Regions from separate parts of the Mus musculus genome. Here region 2 is linked to region 1. The links are chromatin contacts, called in public HiCAR-type maps. All regions are on one chromosome and are shown on one strand. Each heading gives the region's core, a stretch centred on a gene start, on an enhancer-like site or on the middle of the called end of the contact. The rest is flanking DNA. Distances are from core to core; before and after follow the strand shown. Region 1 has its middle 130 kb from the start of Gm30073. Region 2 has its middle 33 kb from the start of Gm51779.

Region 1 (5,771 bases), core at 2,470-4,969:
ATAAGTACCACTCAACCCTGTCAAGTAATATTAATCGTCTCTGGGATGAATAGCCAAGACTTACTGTCTCTGAAAACCTGACCTAACAACTGAGCTTCAGGGCTATTTCTCAGTGAGGCATGCTCAGTCCTGTGACAGACTTAGTAAGCTGGTGATAAAGTGTTTCCACCCTCCATCTCCCCAAACCCTCCCTGAGAACATATACATGCCTATTTGTTCTGCCTTCTGTGACCAACCTTGTACAATTCTTGTGTTATGGTTCCCAAGGCATGAGGTTTGGTTTCTCTTGATTACCATGGTCTGACTTGCTCTTGGCTCCATCTTCAAGCCAAAGGCCTTGGGTGGTCTTTAAGCAACCAGAGAAGGTCATTACCAACGAATCATCTTCCTAAAGTGACCTTTTCTAAATCCTCAAGTTAAAATCTGCCACCCCCACCAAGACCCAGCCTTGCCTTCTTACAGCTGAGAAGATATGAAAGCCTGTGAGCTTGGCCAAGAAGTTAGAGAGGTTCTGAAGTAAGGCAGATGAAAATGCTAATACCCACATACCTCCAAGTGAATACCTCCTGGGGGGGGGTGCCTTATGTAAATGAATCAACCAACTGATATCCAAAAAAGACCTCTTGGGCCTGTAAACAACTATAGTAAAAGGAAATCAGTAGCATTATTCAAGTCATTTATGTTATTACTTTAAGAAACAAATCCTTACACTTCCAATTTCAAAGCAGAGCCTAAAAATGCCAGCCTAAGAACATTAAGATAGCCCACAGGTCAGTTTCATTTAAAACTCAAAACTTCCCATTCAGATCCATACTTAGGGGGTCTTTTTAAAGACTGAAACATCAGGCAGCCCTTCCTTTTACATGAACGTTTGCTGGCACCCTATTTCTAGTGCCTTGTATTCTGCTGCTTGTCTGACTCATTCAGGAATTTGTATTTCTTATACTGCTAGAAAAGTATCTCTCTTTCTAAACACACGTGATAAAGGGGACCGGTACAAGGCCTCAGCTTCAATGGTGGGGTGTGCTGGTGCAGTTGTATTCCTGTGACTTCACCGTGGTCATCACCTGATCTAAAGGTGGCCCCAAAGCTTGCCAGGGATTTCAGGTCTGGTAAGGGAAAACAAGCCAGGGTAACACATTCTTTGCTCAGAATATTGGAATTATAAATCCGAGCCACTGATTCCTGCTAGCAAAGGAGAAGGATGCAGAGACTGCGAACACACTTTAACAACATGTTAAGTCCAATGACTGCAAACTCAGCTATGGGGAAAGTCTACAGTGAACGAATCCCAGGCACAAAGAGAAGTGGTCATCAAACACTAGGCTTGCTCTGCAAGGCTGGGGTTCACTCTCAGTCTTAGCTCCCATAAAACCCATTGGACTTAAATCCCCACCCTTGGACATTTGTGAGTTAAGGGAAATCAGGCCTTGTGTCTTTCCTTCTTAAGAAATAATGCTCCAGGTTTTAAGGTAACCTCACATATGAAAGAAAACGTCACCTTGAGAATAAAGAATTTATGGAGTGCCGTAAGTATGCCCTCTCTATATAGTAGAGACCAAGAGGAAACCAAAGGTGTCTGAAATATTCATGATACCTAAGGAGGTACACAGACAGGAGCTTTATTTTAGTAGTTGTTTTATTGCTCCACTGTGCCCTTGATATAAGCAAAGAAGCTGGACAGAAGCTGGAGAACCTTCTCATGGTGAAGACATTCTGTCTAGAAATCCATGTTTCACTGTAGCATAACAAGAACATGAAATTGATGCATATGCCAATCCTTAGAATCCTTGGGAGAAAGAGACTAAACTGAAAGTCTTTTACTGGAAAGGGGGTGGCTTAATAAACCAGGTTCTTAGCGAATGAGAAGGAATGATAAGAGAGAGAAATTTACATGGAGTCATGGACAAATGGTGACACTGTTGATGTGTATGAAAAGAGGAAACAGACAAAACTGGAGAGAAGGGGACTGGATGACCAATGGGAGAGTGACAGTAGTCCTCTCCACCCGGTTCTAGGCACACTCACCAGAGCCATCTTATTGTCGCGCCCCCCCCCCCCCCCCTAGAATGGGAGGCGCCTCTCTCCAACAGTGGGAAGGATAAAGGTGGACACGGAAGTTGTCAACATGAATCTGGAATCGTTCCCACGAAGCTTGCTTGCAGCGGGGCTTCAATGCTAACCCCACCCCTTTCTGTTTTTAACCTAAGATTTAACAGATGGTGGGAGGAACAAGAACCTCTTAGTTTAAAAAAGAAATCTATAGATTCAGGACCCCCTTTCCAAAAGCTGCGGAGTCTGGGGAGAGGGGCTTCAAGCTTACGAACGAACTCCACGGGATTGATCGCTCGCAGCAGAGTGGTGGAAAAACACTGTTGATAAGGCTGTCTGGAGCCAGCCTGTGGAAGGCCTTGGATTTCAGGACAGAGGGTTTGGACTTGGTCCTGGAGGCAGAGGGAGCCAGAGAAGACTGGGGGGGGGGGGGGGGGGTGAGCACTTGATGAAAGAGTTCCTCAGTCACTCAAGAAAAATCACTTGCACAGCTCATTCTTCTCCTTAGAAAACAATCTCAGAACTTAGCTTCAAATGTACCCCCAATTCAGCAAAAAACATATACCAGCCCCTGCAAGGCTCCCATGGGGAGTTCATGAGTGCAGGCTCAAAGCATAATCTGTGTTTTACTTGGCATTTTAGCATGTCTATGGGTGATGCATGTCCTCAGATGAGGACAGGCTGATATGATTAAACATTTTTATATCAGTTATTCTGACTCTCTCATGGTGCCTTCCTACCCCCACCTCACCACCAGCCCCCATCCCCCTTTTCAGCCTTCCACTTCAGGCCTTCTAGATATTCGGAGTGAAGTGCTTAGAAAAGAGATGAGTATCGTCCTTAGTAGCACCTGTGTGGTGCATAGTCTCAGCACAAGAGGTTTGCAGGGATCCAGCCACTGCTTTCTTAAGGTCTCTGGATATCACGTGGTTCCTAGGAGTCTGGCATGTGGTGTCTGGCACTTGGCATGTCGTGTATGGCAAGTGTTCAACCAGAGTCACAGTGTTTATGGTACATATGGCTTTAGCTGGTATCTAGCTTGGTTTGCTTCCTCCCATCCTTCTTGCTTAAGGCCTTCCCTCTGTTCTCTCACACCTCTCCCCTACTTTCTTTTAGACTGTGGGTTCTAGTCTTCTCCTTCTCTTTCTTCTCCTCTCTTCTTACTTTCTATCTCCTTGTAACTTTCCTTTTTCTCTAGAGGAACTGGGAAAGACAAGGGTGTGTGGGCGGCCATGGAGTCCCTCCAAGGAAAGTGTGAGGCTTTGGGCAAAAGAGATCTCTCATTTCTTCCAAACATAGGTCTAATCTGAACAGCCTCCAGGCTCTAGACTCCAATCCAACATCAGTGGTTTCAGTCGGCCTCCGTGAGGAAGGGCCCCAGGGATGCTCTGTTGTTAGTCTTGTCTTGGAGAAAACCAAGTCTCTGAATTTACTTGTTTCACAGAATGGGGCACCCACATTCCCTTTCCTAAGCCACTACAGCCCCAGAGAGGCTCCTCTGAGCGAGAGGCCTGGCTGCAGAGAAGCAAGACTTCATTAAGGATTTGATTTATCCCCAAATGATCTATTGTTATGCATCAAACATGTTTTCCCTCCAAAGCAGTTGGCAGGCAGCACACAGATAAATTACTACAAGATGTAACCATACAAGCTGTTCAAAAGGAAAACGGTTCTCTGTGTGTGGAGCTCAGGAGAGCACATCTATAAACATGTGTTGGGAAATCGCTTTGGTATAAGTTGGCTGGAAGAAATGGGAGGCCGCCCTAAAGTACCAGCTTGTTGTGATATGGGACAGTTCTTCTGAGGTCATGGCCCAATGTCTCAGGGGCAAAGAAATAGCAGGCCATTTCCATAGACAAAAGAGCCAGATTTCTTGTTTGCTGGAGAGAAGGGGTTATGAAGATTTTACTTGCAAATCAGGCAGTTAATTACTGCTCTGCTGTGTTTCAGATGAGTAGGATCACACGGCAGCATAGTGCCATTCCGTTCATTAGGAAGGAAAAGCTACTGGGTGTAGCATCATAGAAAGAGCAGAATAAATCACTTCCCAGCCACATGCCCTTACTAGCTCTGAGATCCAACGCATCTCGGAGATGCTGCTCTCATTTATCAGATCAGAAGTTGAGCATGCATGCCTCGCTTTGACAAGGTTAGAAGATCTATCTCTTGTCTTGGGGAATTATATCCTACAGGAAGATAACCCCAATGATAAAGTGTTTTTCACTCGAATGCATAAGGACCTGAATTCAATCTCTGGAACCTGCATATTAAAAGCCAGGTGTGGTGATAATGCACTTGTAATCCCAGTGCTAGAGGTTTGGAGTCGTGGAAATCTGAAACTCAACGACCAACAAGCCTAGGCTATTTAACAAACTCAATGCCAGTGACAGAGTCTGCTTCCTCCAAAAGATAAGAGCCCAAGGAATGACACCCAAGTTGTCTTCAGACATCAACACTTATATCCACACATACACACATCCTCACATACGATTCAGATACACCAGTACAAACATGTATACGCAGGAATTATATCTGCAATCTGCTGTGTCATTTCACTATAAGCAATGACCAGTCATGATGTGTCAAAATTAAATTAAAATAAATTCTTTAGTCAGTAGCTGCATGGAGCTTGTGGCTACTATGTTTGGTAGCAGAGAGAGAGATTATTTTTATTCTGCTCATAGCTCAACTGGAAAATGGTGTTCTAGACCCTGACAGGGGCAATGTGGAGAATATACATACAATTGCCTCCTGCTTCATGGTTTTCAGGCATATGTGCATATCACAGTGACTTTCAGAATTATGTTTGTAGCAAAGCAGAAATGTTCCTTGATATCCTGTTTTTACAAAAATCTTTATTTGAGGATCTACCCTGGCTACGTCTACAAAGCATGGTGATTGCTGGAAAATCAGAGAGTAGAAAGTAGATGATTTCTTGGCCTTCAGAAAGAGGTCACCAAGGGAGCAAGTATGAGAGACCTTGGCTCCAGCCACAATTGCACTTCAGCAAGTGTGACAGAGTAAAAACAAAAGGAAGTCAAAAAGGAAAGGGGAAAGAAAGAAAAAGTCAAAAACTCTGACCCATAATTGTGCCTGTCCAAAAGAACTGCAGGGACAAAAATGGAGAAGAGCCTGAGGAAAAGGAGGTCCAGTGGCAGGCCCAAAGTGGGATCCAGCTCAAGGGAAGGCTCCAAGACCTGACACTATTACTGAGGCTATGGGGTGCTCACAAAAATGGACCTAGCATGACTGCCCTCCGAAGGACCCAACAAGCAGCTGAAAGAGTCAGATGCAGATATTTACACCCAACCAATAGACAGAAGCAGCTGATCCCTGTGACTGAATTAGGGAAAAGCTGGAAGAAGCTGAGGAGGAGGACGACCCTGTAGCAAGAACAGCAGACTCAATTAACCTGAATCCCTGAGATCCCTCAGACACTGGACCATCAGCCAGGCAGCATACACCAGCTGATATGAGGTCACAACACATATACAGCAGAAGACTGTCAGGTCGGGGTTCAGTCAGAGAAGATGCACCTAACCCTCAAGAGACTGGAAGCCTCAGGGTGGAGGATCGGGGGTGGGGGATAGGGGTAGGGACATCCTCGTGGAGATGTGGGGGGCGGGGAAGTATGGGATGTGGAACAGTAAGAGGGTAGACCAGAGGGGAGATAAAATCTGATGTGTAAAAAAAATTAAATAAAATTAAAAAGAATGATA
Region 2 (5,705 bases), core at 2,475-4,974, 640 kb before region 1:
GAAGTCAGGACAGGAACTCCAGCAGTGCAGCAACCTGGAGGCAGGAGCTGATGCAGAGGCCATGGAGAGTGCTGCTTACTGGCTTGCTTCCCATGGCTTGCTCAGCCTGCTTTCTTATAGACCCAGGACCACCAGCCCAAGGATGGCTCCTCCCACTATGGGCAGGGCCCTCCCCCATAATCTCTAATTAAGAACATGCTCTACAGCCTTGCCTAGAGTCCAGTATTATAGAGGTAAATGTTCGGTTGAGGTTCCCTCCTCTTAGACGACTCCAGCTTATATCAACTTGACATAAAACTAGCCAATGCATGAAGGAAGAAGGAAGAGAAAGCAGAAAGAAAGTGAAAGATAATGGAGAAGATGAAAAGGGTATAAGTGGAACAGAAGTGGGGTGAAGGAAGGTGATGGGAGAAGAATATGAGTGGATTATGTCATGTGCACTATGAGATGTACGATGAAACCCATTATGTGCTACTAGTATATGCCGATAAAAATTGAGAAAAGAATGCAGTTTACTTTTTAATATTTATTCGATTAATTTATTTTATGTATATAAGCACTCTATCTGCATGTACATGTATGTGCCAGTAGAGGGCATCAGATCCTATTACAGGTGGTTGTGAGCCACCATGTGGTTGCTGGGAATTGAGCAGCCAGTGCTCCTAATCACTGAGCCATCTCTGCAGCCACAAGAATGAAATTTAAATGGCACTTGAGCTAGTCACTAAGAGCAGGCTGGTGTGGGCAAGTGGCATTGCTCTCTCTGACCCATTCCTTCATATTGCTATGTCAAATGTCCTTGTCATCTGTCTCTCAAGGGACTATCAAGTCCTTGAGGGCAGGCGCCATGCCTGAATTATCTCAACAACAACAACAACAACAATAACTGAAGTAAATAAATAGTTACTGAGTTTCCTTTATATGCTAGCCTTGTGCTAGCCATTCTGTGGGTATTACCTTATTAAAGTAGGGGCTCTCACCTTCCCAATGCTGTGATCCTTTAATACAGTTCCTCATGCTGTGGTGACCCTCAACCATAAAATTATCCTCATTGCTACTTTGTAACTGTAATTTTGCTACTGTTACGAAGCATAATGCAAATATGTGATATGCAGGATAGCTGAGATGAAAGGGTTGAGGACTGGAGAGATGGGTCAGTGGTTAAGAGCCCCAACTACTCTCCCAGAGGTCCTGAGTTCAATTCCCAACAACCACATGGTGGCTCACAACCCTGTGTAATGGGATTTGATATGTCTGAAGACAACTACAGTGTACTCATACATATACAATAAATAAATCTTTGGGTCAACAATATGAAGTAACCAGTACCCACCAGAACTGTGTCTCTAGTTGCATATGTAGCAGAGGATGGCCTAGTCGGCCATCAATGGGAGGAGAGGCCCTTGGTCTTTCGAAGATCATATGCCCCAGTACAGGGGAACGCCAGGACCAGGAAGCAATAGTGGGTGGGTAGGGTAACAGGGCTGGGGGAGGGTACAGGGGACTTTCAGGATAGCATTTGAAATGTAAATGAAGAAAATATCTAATAAAAAAAGAGAGGGTTGAGACCCACAGTTTGAGCACTGTGGGATTAAATCCTCAACATATTTTATCAAAGGAGCTGCTATCATCAGTCCCATTGGCCTCTTAAGGGGGATAAACAGCTTGTCCACGAACACAGCCAGCACAGAGCAGAGATCTCATCCATCCAATCTTTGCTCTTCTTGGACCATGTGTTATTTTGCTTGTGTATCCAGTTGATGTTTAATAAGTATTTATTGAACAGAGAATTGCATACAACAAAAGAGGTTTTTTGGTTTTCAGAACAGAGAACTGGGAACAATTCTCCCTGAAGAGGTGGACCAAACTGAACATGAAAAGGGTCTACTTGATTCCCCAACACAGCTGGTTGAAAGTAACGCCATTTTCTGTTCTACAAACAACCATGTTCTATAGCAGCATGAACACTCTTCTCCCTCTCTCCCTCCTCTCCTTCCTCTCCTTCTCCCTCTTTTTTCCTCACCCCCTCTGTGTGTGTGTGTGTGTGTGTGTGTGTGTGTGTGTGTTAGTGATGACCCCCACCTCCAAGGGAACTCTGTCACCTTCCTGGGACTTCATTTACAAACCGGAGTGACAATTTCTTTACACTTCCTTCTGGCAATGGGAGAAATATCATTTCCCCTTGAGAGATATAAACTACACGTCAGACGCTCTGAAGAAGAGCAGAAAAGAACCTTCATATTTAATATTTATTGAATCCTACTTAACCCAGCATTTCCCAACCCCTTTGCCTTACATAATAATGCTCATAACTAATTCCACACTTTGTCTTTTTTATGTGGCTGGGTGCTTTTGAAGAGGCACTTTCCAGTATCCTGTATGCTCAGGAGATAACCACGGGACGTGGCTTCCAGTTGTTCCTCAGGGATCAAAGCTGCAACTATGATTATGAAATCCTGAGATTTGTTAGAAAGGTTTAAAGGTTCGGCAAATTTACAGGTCATGGCTAGTTTCCTGAAATGGACCACAGGGGGCGCTAGTGGACTGTCATAATGACTGCCACACTCCAGACTTGGCAAGGAAGGGCCAGGCTGGAGCTGTGGCAACCAGGGGCACTTGAGCAGATCCTTTCTCAACTGAATGGAAAGCTACTGAGAACTTGCTCCTATCCCTTTTGGATTTCTGTTTCTTCTGGATGGGTGGTGGTGGTGGTGGTGGTGGTGGAAGAAAGGGACAGAATTCAGAAAAGAAATCTTTTGCCCTTATCCTCAGAGATCAGGTGGGGGGTGGAATCCCATAAAGCAAGACTTTTCATCTACATATCAGTGGCTTGTGCTCACTTTGAGCCAGCTGTGGTTGACCATGGAAGGCCTTATTTTTTTCTTTATAAATTCTTTTATTATAAATTAAAAAGGAGGGCGCAGGGTGTGGTATGCACGACTCTAAACCTGGCAGTCAGAAGGCTAAGGCAGGAAGATGGGGAATTCAAGTCTAGCCTGGGCTACATATTGCTATCCATACAGGGGAGAGACAGATGTCTTTAGAATATACATTTGTTTAAATTAAAAAAAACCCTTAATGTTCTATAACTTTGCTGCTTTTAATGATCTGGCAGGCTATAAGGGGCTTTGGTGCAAAATGGACATACATATCTTTTTATCATCTTTGTCATGTGGCACATATTAATGAAGGCAGCCCAACTTAAACACAATTAACTCATGGAGTGACTTTCCCCCTTTTGGGTGCTAGGGACTTAACTCAGGGTCTTGTGTATACAGGCAAAGTCTCTACCACTGAGTTAACATTCAAGTCCTTCGGAAATACTTAGCAGGCTATTGGTTTCTTTCTGTGTATGTCCTGTCTTCCCAACCAATACTCCCTGAATGTAAGGGTTCCATTTAGGAAGACTCCTTCACAAAAGCCTTTTAAAAGCTTGCCCTCAGAAGAAAGTATAAATGGGAATTGGACGGTAGCCCACAGGCAGAGGCAGAGGCTATGTTCCCACAGAGATAGTCTGTACATGGCTGGTTCAGAGAACTTTTGAGTTTAGAGGATTTTCAACATTCAGTTAACAGCATCATTTCTTTGTATATAGAAAGTGACCAAGGCTCTCAAGTGAGGCTGCTCAGTACCAGCCCTTCCAGTGCTCGAGGTTCTGACTCCTGTTCTTAAACAGGGTGCAACCTCCCAGTACTACAATCGACCTAGTCCTGGGTGTTCCAGAGATTCCAGATGTTAATCTTCACCAGCAGCGAGGGGTGTGAAGCATCACATCACACCCACCAGGGCTCCACTACCCTGTGAAACAACTTGTTTGGACAATTTCATCTTTGTCCGAATGGGAGCAGAAGAGGAAGCCGACGCGGAACACCGAGCTCAGTTGAGGATCTCTGACCAGTCACTACCCCGCTCCTCTCGCAGGGATGCTGGGAAGAACTTGGACGTGACAGAGGAGACAGTTTACACTCTTGGAAAGTTACTGGTGCCTTAGAATTCCAGGAAGTGCTGAATCATAGAGTCACAGACTAGGAAAAGCTTCATAAGAAAAAGATGAAATGAGTATCCGCCGAACACCTTCCATAAAGTGGGGTATATTTTACTTCAACCTCAGTCGCTCCGCTCTGGGTGAGGAAACCGAGAACCACAGTGGAGTAGAAACTTGGCCCCAGTTACTGAACCCGTAAGCTCAGATTTGGACTAGGTTGTCAAATGATGGAGTCATTGCTGGGAACTATTATTATATCAAGGGGTCCTATTTTCACTTTCTGGTTCCAACCGCAGGTAACACAGCACACACTTGTGCGCGATGCCCTCGTCTTTCTTCAGAGCCTTCACTAATAGCAAAGTTCTCAAAGTCACTTGTGAATGTCAAGTTCTCCCTAGGATCTAACTGCAGTCCCTTCAGAGGCACTGCCCTCAGGGGACACGGAAAATGGCTGTAACAGTCCCAGCAGCAGCTTCCCTGACTGGGTTCCAAATTGCTTCTGTTAAAAGAATTGCCAATTCAAAACACATGCGCTGTCTTCAAGCTGGGCCCCACCCCAGATGCTAGGCTTGTTTGAGCCCCTTTCAGGCTTAGCCTGGATACCAGTCCCAATCAAGCCTGGGGACCTAGACAGACAGCAATCAAGATGGAGAAAGGCTCCTCTTCCCCTCTCACACTCCAGCCAAGCCTCAGCTGGGTCTGCTTTCTAAAGCATTTTCTAGGACTAACATTTTATGTAAACACACGAAGGGCCTCATCCTGCCAGGGCTTTGCCAGGAATGAGAAAACACCATTTCTTACGTAGAGACTTGCACATTTTCTATGTCTCTTTCCTAATAGAAAAATCTAGTCCTTTAGAACAAATGCGCACACGGATGACAGGACGTAAGGAGATACAGCCAATGGTGCAGTGGTTTGCATGGAAGAACAAATGAAAGCTTGTGGCAAATGTAGGGGACTTGGAAGCCAAAGATCTGTGTTTAAATATCAACAATGTCTCCTAGCAACTGTGTAATCCTTGGCTTGACTTCCCTGAGTATCAATTTTCTCCTCCATGAAATAAAAGTAATAATACCTAACTCTCCAGGCATGGTGGTATGTGCCTGTAAGCCTAATGCTTGAGAGGCAGAAGGATTATGAGTTCATGTTCTGGGCTACATAGCATGTTCCCAGCCAGCCTGAACTGTATAATAGGACTCGGCTTCAAAGCAGCAACAATAATAATGCTTAACTAATCAGGTAAAGTTACTAAATGCTACATAAAAAATTGCATTTATTTACTGGTAACAAGGGAATAAACCTATGGCCCTGTCCTGGTTTGCTTTCTATGGCTGTGTAAAGGCCTGGTCAAAACCAATTTGGGTAGGAAAGGTATATTTCAGCTTATGTGTCCTGACACTAGGGAACTCGGCGTAGAAAACCCAGGAAGGGGCCTGGAGGCAGGAACTGTAGCAGAAGCCATATCTCCCCCCCACACCCCAGGACTTGCTTAGCCTGCATCTTTTGTTTGTTTGTTTGTCTGTTTCAAGACAGGGTTTCTCTGCATAGCCTGAATGTCATGAAACTAGCTCTGTAGAGCGGGCTGGTCTCAAACTCATAGAGATCCACCTGTCTCTGCCTCCGGAGTACTAGGAGGGCTCGTGAGTCACCACCTGGTCTAGCCTGTACTCTTATATAACCTAGGACACACCTGCCCAGAGGTAGCACCTCTCACAGTGAT

The links. HiCAR-type assays count read pairs that join an accessible place to other places.
Region 2: a HiCAR-type map of fibro-adipogenic progenitors shows a contact between it and region 1, with 8 times the contacts expected there. The contact joins two enhancer-like sites. A contact is called at or near these places in 2 of 39 promoter capture datasets (the 3T3-L1 cell line and hippocampal neurons), 1 of 15 datasets of contacts at CTCF or cohesin (pro-B cells), 71 of 484 Hi-C or Micro-C datasets (the 3T3-L1 cell line, the 63-12 cell line, the C10 cell line and 38 more) and 8 of 115 datasets of contacts at active chromatin or transcription factors (PVALB interneurons, VIP interneurons, astrocytes and 4 more).

The regions. Positions count from the first base shown.
Region 1 is chr10:87,664,464-87,670,234 of GRCm38.p6, reverse strand. No RefSeq gene overlaps it. Among named protein-coding and RNA genes, the nearest start is that of Gm30073, 130 kb to the left of the region's middle. Within about 2 kb of position 3,719, at least 46 of the 459 cell types and tissues checked have an H3K27ac peak or open chromatin away from gene starts, as enhancers often do. A contact at or near this core is called in fibro-adipogenic progenitors, palatal mesenchyme and uterus, where this site is marked.
Region 2 is chr10:88,301,345-88,307,049 of GRCm38.p6, reverse strand. It overlaps a transcript of Washc3 not described here. Among named protein-coding and RNA genes, the nearest start is that of Gm51779, 33 kb to the left of the region's middle. Within about 2 kb of position 3,724, at least 39 of the 459 cell types and tissues checked have an H3K27ac peak or open chromatin away from gene starts, as enhancers often do. A contact at or near this core is called in fibro-adipogenic progenitors, palatal mesenchyme and uterus, where this site is marked.